Regions from separate parts of the Macaca mulatta genome. Here region 2 is linked to region 1. The links are chromatin contacts, called in public Hi-C maps. All regions are on one chromosome and are shown on one strand. The core of a region is the stretch at or near the end of the contact, and the rest is flanking DNA. Distances in the headings are between cores, read along the strand shown.

The links. A called contact is a pair of places that touch in the nucleus more often than the background predicts.
Region 2: a Hi-C map of fetal cortical plate shows a contact between it and region 1, with 2.4 times the contacts expected there. The contact joins the promoter of ORC3 here to the promoter of AKIRIN2 in region 1. A contact is called at or near these places in 3 of 14 Hi-C or Micro-C datasets (fetal cortex germinal zone, fetal cortical plate and liver).

Annotation. Positions count from the first base shown.
Region 1 is chr4:98,239,249-98,245,157 of T2T-MMU8v2.0, forward strand. It overlaps AKIRIN2 (akirin 2), which reads left to right and starts at 2,767. Exons shown (of 5, transcript XM_015136918.3): 1 at 2,767-3,588. The coding sequence starts at 3,354.
Region 2 is chr4:98,346,556-98,352,464 of T2T-MMU8v2.0, forward strand. It overlaps ORC3 (origin recognition complex subunit 3), which reads right to left and starts at 3,410. Exons shown (of 19, transcript XR_013416301.1): 1 at 3,353-3,410. RARS2 (arginyl-tRNA synthetase 2, mitochondrial) reads left to right here and starts at 3,551. Exons shown (of 22, transcript XR_013416302.1): 1 at 3,551-3,622.

The sequences.
Region 1 (5,909 bases), core at 1,517-4,016:
AGAACAGAACTCTGAGAAGGTGTTTTCAGGGTTGGTTCCTTCTGAGGACTGTGAGGGAGAACAGCTTCTCTCCTAGCTTCTGGTGTTCTGCTGGCAATCTTTGGTATTCCTTGGCTTGTAGAAGCATCACCCTAATCTCTATTTTCATGTTCATGTTCATGTGGGTCAAAATTCCCTTGGGCCCATGCCTGGGTCCAAATTCCCACCCCTACCTCACTCTCCCCTTCACCCTGTCCTTTTTCTTTTTTTTTGAGACAGGTCTGGCTATATCACCCAGGCCGGAGTGTGGTGGTGTGATTACAGCTCACTGCAGCCTCGACCTTCTGGGCTCATGCAATCCTCTCACCTCAGCTGCCCTGAGTAGCTGGGACCACAGGTGTCCACCATCATGCCTGGTTAATTTTTTTTATTTTTGTAGAGATTAGGTTTCTTATTATTGCCCAGGCTAGCCCTCAAACTCCTGGCCTCAAGTGATCCTCCCACCTTAGCCTCCCAAAGTGCTGGGATTACAGGTGGGAGCCACCACACCCAACCCAAATTTCCCTTTTTTCTAAGAATACCAGTCATATTGGATTAGGCGACCATCCTACTACATTTAGCTAATTACATTTGAAATAATCCTATTTCTAAGTACAGTCATATTCTAAGGTACTGGAGGTTAGTACTTCATATGAATTTTGAGGGAACACAATTCCCTCAAACATAGGGAATTTAACTCACAACATCACATTTCCAATGTAGGTTTTACAACTTAAGGGCAAATCTTAATTTCAGAAAATATTACCAAGAATGTAAATGCTTTATCTGATTTCCACAAACCAATCTTTTTCTACCTATTTACATAAAATATATACATTCTGTTAATTTCACAGTATTATGAATTTCATAGTGTTTAGAATTTAGTAGAAATTTACCTAGTAGGTGTCTTAGTTAAGCTGCTATTTCATTAAATGCTTATCTTTTTCAAAAGATTTTCCAAATGTAGGAAATGTAGGATATTTCGAAATATCCTAAATTAAAACTAGAAGGGCTTGCTTGTTGACACAGTGTGATCAGGACTGCTGATCTCTGAAGCACTGGACAATTCTATAAAACAATATATTGAACTCCTTCCAAATATGGTTTAAAAATAATAGACAAAATGGCTATAAAACATCTGTTACTGAATAAATGAGAATATATGAGCATTGGAAATCAGTGTTTATAATCATTTGACAGTTGGCATTCACAAAATTGTTTCGTATTGCACTGGTGATAGTTTCTACATATATCACTTTGTTTTTTTTTTTGAGAGGAAGTCTAGCTCTGCCACCCAGGCTGGAGTGCAGTGGCTTGATCTTGGCTCACTGCAACCTCCGCCTCCCGGGTTCAAGCGATTCTTCTGCCTCAGTCTCCTGAGTAGCTGGGACTACAGGCCCGTGCTACCACGCCCGGCTAATTTTTTGTATTTTTAATAGAGACAGGGTTTCACCATGTTGACCAGGCTGGCCTCGGACTCCTGACCTGGTGATCTGCCTGCCTCGGCCTCTCAGTGCTGGGATTACAGGCGTGAGCCACCGCGCCCGGCATCCCTTTCTTTTCTTTTCATTTTTTTTGAGACAGAGTCTCGCTCTGTCACCCAGGCTGGAGTGCAGTGGCACCATGTCGGCTCACTGCAACCTCCACCTCCTGGGTTCAAGCGATTCTCCTGTCTCAGCCTCCCAAGTAGCTGGGATTACAGGCGCGCGCCACCACGCTCGGCTAATGTTTGTATTTTTAGTAGAGACGGAGTTTCACCATGTTGACCAGGCTGGTCTCGAACTCCTGACCTCAGGCAGATCCACCTGCCTCGGCCTCCCAAAGTGCTGGGATACCAGGCGTGAGCCACCATGCCCCGCTACATGATCACTTTCTAAATTAGTGCTGTATTTGTTTCTTATTTTAGGTATCTGATTAAAAGTACAACTTTTAGAAACACTTTTTTCCCCTCCGCTTACAAAATGGATCCATCCAATATCTGTTACCTAAACGTTTCACTGTCTTTTGATTAGTTTTGTACCAAAATTCACAATATATGCACCAGTATTCAATAGAAATAATGCAATGTCTGATACCACTTGCTTTTTACCCAAAGCAAAACAATTTGATTCTGTAAGTCGTTCAAATCCTATTCATTTTCAGAAGCAAAGCTGGCTTTACGGAATTTAATTAGGGGATGAAGCAGCTACCTGGGAAGGGCAAAGCATCGAGTTCAATCAAGGATCCTGTAACCTGATACTATTACTGTTGTTCTGTCTGCCAGTCCTAAATAGGTTTCATAATCTCCTTATCTCCTATCCTCTCCATGTTAAAGGTCTTGTTTTGGGTACTGTCGATACCGAAATTAATCTAACTTTGACTAGAAATTGGCTTATTATATTTCCCAGATCTTAAATCACTGTGGGAGCAACTATGCGGAGAATCTTAAAAGATTTCTACGTCGCTTAGCTTGCTTTTTCCACCGGTTCTCTTTCCCGTCTCCCAGACTGTCTCAGAACCTTTTCTTTTTTCTCTTTTGCTTAGTTCCTTTCACACTCAAGCTGTGTAAGGGGATTTAAATTCCAACCCGGAACTCGGAATCGCGCGCCTTGCATGACGGAAGTAGTAGTTTCTGTGACTCCTCCCTTCCCGTCTTTCAAGCCGATTCCTCCCCGCAGCTAAAAACTACAACTCCCAAAATGCATCCTCGGTTTGGCCCGCCCCCGTGCGCACGCGCTCTGAGGCCGCCGGATTTGAATCGGCGGCGTTGTTATTGACGCCATATTGGGGCCGGCGGCGGGTGGGAGAGTCCTACGGGGGAGGGGGAAGCGGTTGGACGTGTTCGCTTGCGGTCGTGCTGCCGCAGCCACCTCGCAATCTCTCTGCATCGATCGCCGCTCTCAATCTACTGACCGTACTCGGGCGTATTAGGAGCCGCGTTTCAGCCTCACGCCCCACAGTGCTGTTTTCGACTTCAGAAAGGATCTGGTCTCAGCACAGAAGCGCCTCAGGCGCGGCGCAAAGCTCGAGCGGACGGCGGGGGCGGCCGGAGCCTCTCCCGGGGGAGCTGCGCCTGAGGAGGCGGAAGAGCCCCCCTGACGCGACTGGCGTGTGCTTCTGCCCGCCACCGCCCCTCCCGCTCTCACCCGGGCCGTCCCTGGCCACTGCCCCTGCCGCGGAGGCAGCGGCGGCGGCGGCTCTGTTTTCCACAGCCGGCGCTCTGCGACCCGCTTGGCTCCTGAGCCCGTCGGGTAGGCTCTCCTCGAGTTCCCGCTCTTCCCCCTCTTCCTCGCCCTCTTCCTCTCGTCACCCCTCCCCGACCCCGCCCGAGCCCGGCGCTTCAGCTGCCCCCGGCCATGGCGTGCGGAGCCACTCTGAAAAGGACTCTGGATTTCGACCCGCTGTTGAGCCCGGCGTCCCCGAAGCGGAGGCGATGTGCGCCATTGTCGGCACCCACCTCGGCCGCTGCTTCTCCGTTGTCGGCGGCCGCGGCCACTGCCGCCTCCTTCTCGGCTGCGGCCGCCTCGCCGCAGAAGTATCTCCGAATGGAGCCATCCCCCTTCGGCGACGTCTCCTCCCGCCTCACCACAGGTGGGACCCGGCCCCGCGGCCGCCGGGGTAGTCGAGAGAACAGGGGTCCTGGGGCGTGGGATGCGGCCCCTGGGGTGGGGGTACCGGACTGTGTGGTTCTCGTTCTTAGCAAAGTAGTAGGGCAGCCACATTTTTCATTAGGTCCTCGTAGCCCGAGGACCTAATAAGACACAATAGAAATGGGCTGATGTCAAGGGGGTAGTGTTTGGAGGTGGGTAGGGGCTTTGCCTTGTCGGTATTGGGTAGAACAGGGACATCTTTTTCTTTGGGCCGAATGATTGGAATTGTTTCCGTAGTCGCTGGAGACTCAGCGGAAATGATCAGAGAGGGCGATATTATTCGTAAATTTAGGCGAAAGGGTCACATTTCGCCCCAATCTCAATGTGTGCTTGCCGTAATCGATTGGTTGCAGCTATTAACTCTGGGACTGGGTGGTTTGAGGCGAGGCTACAGCCCCTCCTCCAGTTCAGACATGGCTGATTTTAGTATAGTGGGGGTGGGGGGTGGGGATGGATGTCACTGGGGCGAGATCTAGGCCTGTCATTAATCACCCACAAGAACGCCACTTTGGCTGAGTCAAGACCTGTTTCCCTAGCAGGGTCAACAACAAAGAAAACGCTCTTCCCGAGTACTGTAATATGATCATACTGTACATCTAGACCTTGAGAAATCTTGAACTTTTAATAAGTATATTGCATTGAAAATTGGGGCTGAGGAGTTGTTTTTATTTGGAAATGCTTTATTTTTGCCCAACAAAGTATGTTGGGAGAAAACAACCTAGCCTTGAGGATAATGAAGAAATCAACCCAGCATTCCAAGGGACTAAAGACTTTTGCTTTTCATCTTGAAACATTTCCTGAGAGAGACTATGGGGAATGTCTTTTGGCTGCTTTGTAGGGCATGTGTATGCCCAGTTTTTTCTGTACTTTGAAATCCTTGTGTGCCCCTGGCACAGTCCTAGGATAGGCTTTTGTGGATTGAAGTGTAAATGTTTCCTTTGTGTGTAGCATGCAAAGATTTCTGTGTGAGCCTTTAGTAATAATATCACCCTTTAAACAAAGCCTTTTCATAGCTTGATTTAAATGTCTCATTATCATTAGCTTAAAAAAGTGAAGTATATACCTCTATATTTGGTGACTTCCATTTGAAACTGACTTTAGTGTTTTTTTTTAATGTCACATTTTGAAATATTTTCTAAATCCATGGAGTGACCCTCGAATATGCAAGCTACCATTTTTGCTATTAAATATTTGATCTAATTTAAGGACATACTGTTTCAGAGTTGTAGTGAGTTGTCACGGAAATTCTCGGATAAATTTATTTAATGACCTTACTGAACTGTCTTTTAATTAGATTGAAAAGGCATTTGTTGATTGTTAGGCTTTACTTTGGGGAAAAAAAAAAAAAGGAAACAGCCAGTGTCAAGAATGAGCTACTGGTGGTTGACATTTTTGGAATTTGTCTTTTAGTGAAATGGTATCATTGGAAATTGAAATGGAATTTGTACTTAACTAATAAGGCCATTTCAAAATAAGGTCATTAAGTAGCTAACCAGCAATAAATTTCAGTCGAGGGAGTGAATTAATACAGTGCTAGGTTTGGGAATTAAAGTACTATATCTCAATGTGAAAATAATCTTGGGCATGTGTGTAAACCAGTGGGGTATAATATGTTCCCCCCCTTTAAAGCACACTTACTCGGAAAGAACTGTGATCCTTTGTAAACTTGACTTTTCATTGGCATATCTGTAGCGTTGGTTAATACAATTGGCTCCACATTATCTCAAGTTTAAATTAATTGAAGTATCGTAGTAAAACGACTGGAATTATTGGAACTGTTTAAGCCAGCTAATTCAGATTCACATTCACTTTCCAAAATACTGCTATTCTGTTCTTCAAGGTGTTTTTTTGACATCTACTTTGGAAGTTTGATTATATCCTGAAATCTAAAATCGCATCCTAATTGATTGAGTCTGCTGAAAGTTATTCTAACTAATCTGAATATTATCTTAAAAAGTTGACTTGAGAAAACAAGTTGAAATTAAAGTTTTGACTTGCTAAAATTACATTTTTTAAACTGTAGTTTTGAATGACATTCTAAATGTAATTTAATTTGACTTTGTGTTTATATGGCCAATTTGGGGTATGGTCCTGTATGTTTTTTGTAATGCCATAATGGGAGCTGCAGTGTTGTGCAGGTATCAAAGAGCTTCCCCGTTTTCATGTTACTAAACTTGGAAATAATTTTCTCATGCACCTGATTTTCAGCTTCCTATTTTAACACCGATTATTCTTAAACTTTATGGGAGTAAATACCCATCT
Region 2 (5,909 bases), core at 2,160-4,659, 110 kb after region 1:
TTTCACTCTATATACTTTTCTTCATCTGATAAATGCCTACTCATTTATCCATTAAAGTTTGTCTCAACACTCATCTCCTTTTGGAAACCTTTCACAATTCTCACTACAGAAATTCTCCTTTCCCCGAGATCTCACAGTACTTGAACATCTTTATTTTGCATTGCTTTAAGTCACTTTAATTGTATATCATAGTTGTTTATGGGTGTGTCTCCCTGAGTAGACTGTGAGCGCCTTCAAGCACAAACTGTATTTTATAACTGTTTTTCCAATGTTTGGAATAGTGCTAACATATATATTAGGCGATCAGTATATGGAATGAATAAATGCTTGTCAAGTAATTGTCTTGGTCATTTCCCAGCTATGTTTAGTTTCATACTATTATTTGACTAGTGGTAGACTGCCCCCAAGTTACTGGTCCTAGTCTATTCTACCAATTCTAAAGTTATGCACGATGGATAGCTTCTTTTTTTTTTTTTTTTTTTTTTGAGACAGAGTCACGCTCTGTCGCCCAGGCTGGAGTGCAATGGTGCAATCTCGGCTCACTGCAACCTCTACTTCCTGGGTTCAAGCCATTCTCCTGCCTTAGCCTCTCGAGTAGCTGGGATTACAGGTGCCTGCCACCACGCCTGGCTAATTTTTTTGTATTTTTATTAGAGACGGGGTTTCACTATGTTGGCCAGGCTGGTCTTTAACTCCTGATCTCTTGATCCACCCACCTTGGCCTCCCAAAGTGCTGGGATTAGAGGCATGAGCCACTGCACCTGGCCTGATGGACAACTTCTTAAAGATTTCTATTTCTATGGAAAATAAAAGACATAATAAAAGAACAATACCTAGGCAAAGTTGTCTCAGGATAGTGTTAAAGACAGCTGTGAAAATATAAAGTAGTCATTTGGATTACATGTTCCAAATTAAGACCTGTGCATTAGACTCTTTTTTTTTTAGACAGAGTCTCCCTCTGCTGCCCAGGCTAGAGTGCAATGGCACAATCTCGGCTCACTACAACCTCTACCTCCAGAGTTCAGGCGATTCTCCTGCCTCAGCCTCCTGAGAGGCTGGGATTACAGGCGCCCACCAACATCCCAGGCTAATTTTGTATTTTAGTAGAAATGGGGTTTCACCATGTTGGTCAGGTTGGTCTCGAACTCCTGACCTCAGATGATCCACCCACCTCGGCCTCCCAAAGTGTTGGGATTACAGGCATGAGCCACCGCACACAGCCCTGTGCCTTATATTCTTGTATCTGCAACTAGCAGAAGTTTGTGAAATAACATACATATTTAGAAAAATCACGTGGTACCATGACAAACCTGTCATTGCCTTCTTTTCAAATCCACCTGCAATTCAGTAAAGAAGAAAGGAGCTTCAAAGGAACACGGTATGAGGAGTGACCAGAAAGGATCTTAATACAGGGCAGTGGTAGTAACATGGTTAACCATTTGGAACTGCTGGTCAAGTGATGGTGTTTGAGATAGAGGAAGGCCAACAGCCAGAAAATTTCATGAGGAAAGAGACATTAAAATGTTTTGATACGTTTAAGGGCCGGGCATGGTGGCTCACGCCTGTAATCCCAACACTTTGGGAGGCTGAGGCCGGGGGATCACCTGAGGTCTGGAATTTGAGACCTGCCTGGCCAACATGGTGAAACCCTGTCTCTACTTTTACAAAACTAGCTGGCTGTGGTAGCGCGTGTCTGTAATCCCAGCTACTCGGGAGGCCGAGGTGGGAGAATAGCTTGAATCGGGGAGGTGGAGGTTGCAGTGAGCCGAGATCGCGCCACTGCACTCCAGCCTGGTAACAGAGCGAGACTCCGTCTCAAGAAAAAAAAAAAAAAAAGCTTACAGTTCCATCAACTCATGAAATAGTTCTTAAAGCTTCTTATACATGTAAGGTCTCATCCCAATACAGACATTTCTGTTATAATACCAAAACGCTTTCCTGAAAAACCTTACTTTCTGCAAGATACATAAAAATAAGAGGTGCTTATGCAATCAACAGGATTAAGGGACAGACCATTCAAAACCTACAGAATATTATAACCAGGACAAAATAAAACCAGTACCAATTCTAATAAAAATACTACTTTTAAATCTCTTCTAGTGTAACCTTAAACCCCAAGACTTGTACTTTCTTCTTGAGATGTAGTCTTTAAAAGCACTGCTTCTCATAAACCATTTTAATCAAAATAAAAAATCAGATCCATGATATAGCCTTCATTAATCCATTGTTTTAACATAGGGAGAATGTAGCTTCTTCATCTGGATTTTTCAGCTTTATCAGACAGCTTAACTTCAGGGGCTTCCCGCTGCACTTATAATAGAACTAAATGTCTTACTTTTCGTGGTCCGGAACAGCGCTGTCCAACAGAACTTTCTGTAATGATAGAAATGTATCTGCACTATCTAAAATGGTAGCTGCAGCCACATGTGATGATTGAGCACTTAAAATGTGGCTAGTGCAACGGAGGAACTGAATTTTTACTTAATTTTACTTTAACTCAAATTTAAATAGCCACATGTGGTTAGTGACTAACACATTGGACAATATAGCTCTAGGGCTTATCCTCTTACCAACTACACTATGTTTTGCAATTTCTTGCCATCTTGGTAGCCAAGATGAGGTCTGTAAGATACCCCCACCACACACACCCGCATCTGCATTACTTTTGCATTCTCATTTTTCATGACGCTCCCACTCTTTGTCTACTTTCTGATTATGATTTTTAAATTCCTCTAATATGCTATTTTATTTCTATCTTCTGGGCCGAAGAACACGTTGTTCTCTCTTCCCTCCTCGCCCTAATCCTTAGCCTAACTTCTCATTTTTCAGGTCTCAGTCAAAGCGTTACTTTCTCCAAAAAGCCTCCGCTAACCCCCGGCAACCTATATTAGGTTCTTCCCACTCTTCTGTTGTCTGTCTAGAACTCTTTTCCTTGCTAACACTTAAAATTTGTGATCATCAGTTTATCTATGTTTACTGACTTTCTTGACTGCAGAAGCTGAATCTGTTTTGTTTACCACTGCATCTCGGTACCTAACGGAGTGCTCGGCTAACAGTATTTGTGAGAGGGAAAAAATGAAAGACTGGGCCACATCATCAGGACATCCGACCTCCAACAACCAGAACTTAAAAATCCTCCTAGCCCCACCACAAGGCAGATCCGCGTCCTCGCTCTGGGCCCAAGCAAAGTTGGCCTCAACTGATCTGGAGCAAGGACGCCTCAGCTCAGTACGCCGCTCCCTCCCTCCCCTCCAGCCAGGGAACGGAGGCCTACATAACCTCCGCTTCATCCCTTCTTCAAAGGGGGAATGAGGCAGCGGTAGAGCCACTGTGAGCGTCGGCCACCACGTACCTTAGACACCGAGGACGTGGCCATGCTCTTACCGGCTCTGCGGATTCCAGATGCACTCGGGATTTCCCGCGCGCCCTCGCGCCTGCAGGGCAGAGGTTAGTGGCGTGTCACGCAGCTTCTTGATTGGCTGGCATCACCCTCCAGGGCGGGCTTCCGGTGCGAGGGGCGGGGCGTTTAAGGAGGTGAGGCGAGGCCGGGACTGGCGGACTGCGGCGCACTTCCCTAGAGGCGGACATGGCGAGCAGCTTTCGCAGGGCTATAGCTTGCCAGGTATGGATCCCGGAGCGCGCAGGGGAGTCCATGCGGAGCTAGGGACCCCAAAGGCCTTTCACTGCTGCGGGCCAGTCCTCAGTCAGCTGGAGGGTGGGTCCTACAGAGTTCTGTTACTTTCTACCACCTCCTCCCCCTTCTCTGGAGCTGGTAGGGCTCCAGAAGTCCTGTGGGGGGTCGGCTGGGATCAGTTTGTCTTGGTGAAAAGTAAACTTTGAAAGGTACCTGGTGCTTCACTCCTTCCCACCCCACAGCTTAGTATGCTTTACCTGGGTGGAAAATCAGTAGACCATGATGAGACCCCATAGAAGTTAGTGTTCTTTACACTTTAATGACGTTAATGATGGATGTGGATTGTTCTTCAGAGGGAACTCATTTTAAAACTGCTTATTTCTCTTGCAGTCACTTAGGTAGTCAACCCTAGAATTATTTTTGGTAATTCCCAAAGATATATGAGCTATCTGAGACTCAGTTTTTCTTGGTTCAGGGTCATATTTGAACACCTCTGTTGTGAGGAAGGACTTACAAAGTTACAATATACTTGCTTTGTTTTGTTTTTCCTTTTTGTGGAGAACGGAGTCTCGCCATATTGCCCAGGCAGTCCTCAAACTCCTGGGCTCAAACTGTCGTCCCTCCTCTGCCTCCCTAAGAGCTGGGATTACAGGCATGAGCCACTGCGCTGGGCAAAATTGCAGTATAAATGTGTAATTCATCAAAAAGAACTTTTTAGGACTCACTGGCCACCCTTGGAAGGAAACTTTCTGTTGTGGTCTCGACTAACCCATTTCCTTCTGATTAATGGGTGTATTAGTGGACGTAATTAGCCTGATGTATAATTTATCTTAGCTCATTTTTACAGTGTTTCTAGACATTTGTGGGGAAATCCCTCTGCCTTGTCTTTATGCTTATAGATATACTGCCCTGTCCAGTGATAATTCGCCAAATATCACCAATATGACATTTTGTTAAGACAGCTGAATTTATTGCTTACTGGGATAAGAAAGAACACTGCTTAGAGCTTTGGTAGTGTATTAAACTGGGAAAGCAAGGTCAGATTTTACTGATGGGTACGGCTTAAGGCTGGTCTTTCAGAGGCAGAGGGTAGGAGGATGTTGGAGGAAGATGGCTTGATTAGGATTGGAAACTGATCTGATACAGCAGTTTAAGATTGGTAGCAAAAGCAAAGACTGCAAGGAGCCTTAAGGCATAAACTGTTGAGGTTTTCTAAATTGGAAGAACTAATAGACCTGGCATGTGGCTCAGCTGCCTATAATCCCAGCACTTTGGGAGGCCGAGATGGGAGGATGGCTTGAACCCGGGAGTTTGAGACCAGCGTGGACAACATAGGGAGACCTCGTATCAACAAAAATTTGTTTTAAAAAGTAGCTAGGCCTGATGTGCACCTCTGTAGTCCTAGCTGCTTGAAAGGCTGAGTCTGGAGGATCACTTGGACGGCCCCACGAGTTTGAGGCTACAGTGAGCTGTGATTGTGCCACTGCACTCCAGGGGGGCCACAGAGTGAGACCCTGTAAACAAAAAATAAAAGTAAATCCTGTGAAAAGCTAATAGATTTATCATGAAGTTGTTATAATGAATGATTAAGTTATTTGGGCAGAAGTCTTCTAGAACAGTAAAGTTATGCCAATGAGACAAAGAAATAATAAATTCTTGTTAATGTAGACAGTAAACCATATCATGGCAGGTAGTTTTGGACCTTAGTATATAAGCTGTGTGTAAGGGTAGATGGTTTCCATTCTTAGCCCTTAGATCAAGGTAGTGCCATGATGAGAAACAAATTGTGTTTAGTTTTGCAAAGACTGTGTTCTTTGTAAAGAATGTAAATTGGGCCAGGCATGTGGCTCACACTTGTAATCCCAGCACTTTGAGAGGCCAAAGTGGGGGATCCCTTGAGCCGGGACGTTCAAGACCAGCCTGGACAACATAGGGAGACCCCCACCTCTACAAAAAATAAAAAATGCAACTTAGGTGTAGCGGCACATGCCTGTGGTCCAGGCTCCTTGGGAAGCTGAGGTGGGAGGATCATTTGGGCCCAGGTGGCTGAAACAGCAAGCTTTGATTGCACCACTGCACTCCAGCCTGGGGAACAAAGTGAGACCCTGTCTCAAAAAAAAAAAAAGGTAATTTGGAGAAACAAGAACTAATATATCAAGTATATATTTGTTCTAATTACTACACATTCACATTTAAGCTCATGGCAGCCCTATGATATAGAAGCATTAACCTTATATAATTGAGTGAGTTGAGATCCACAGAGATTAAATAACCT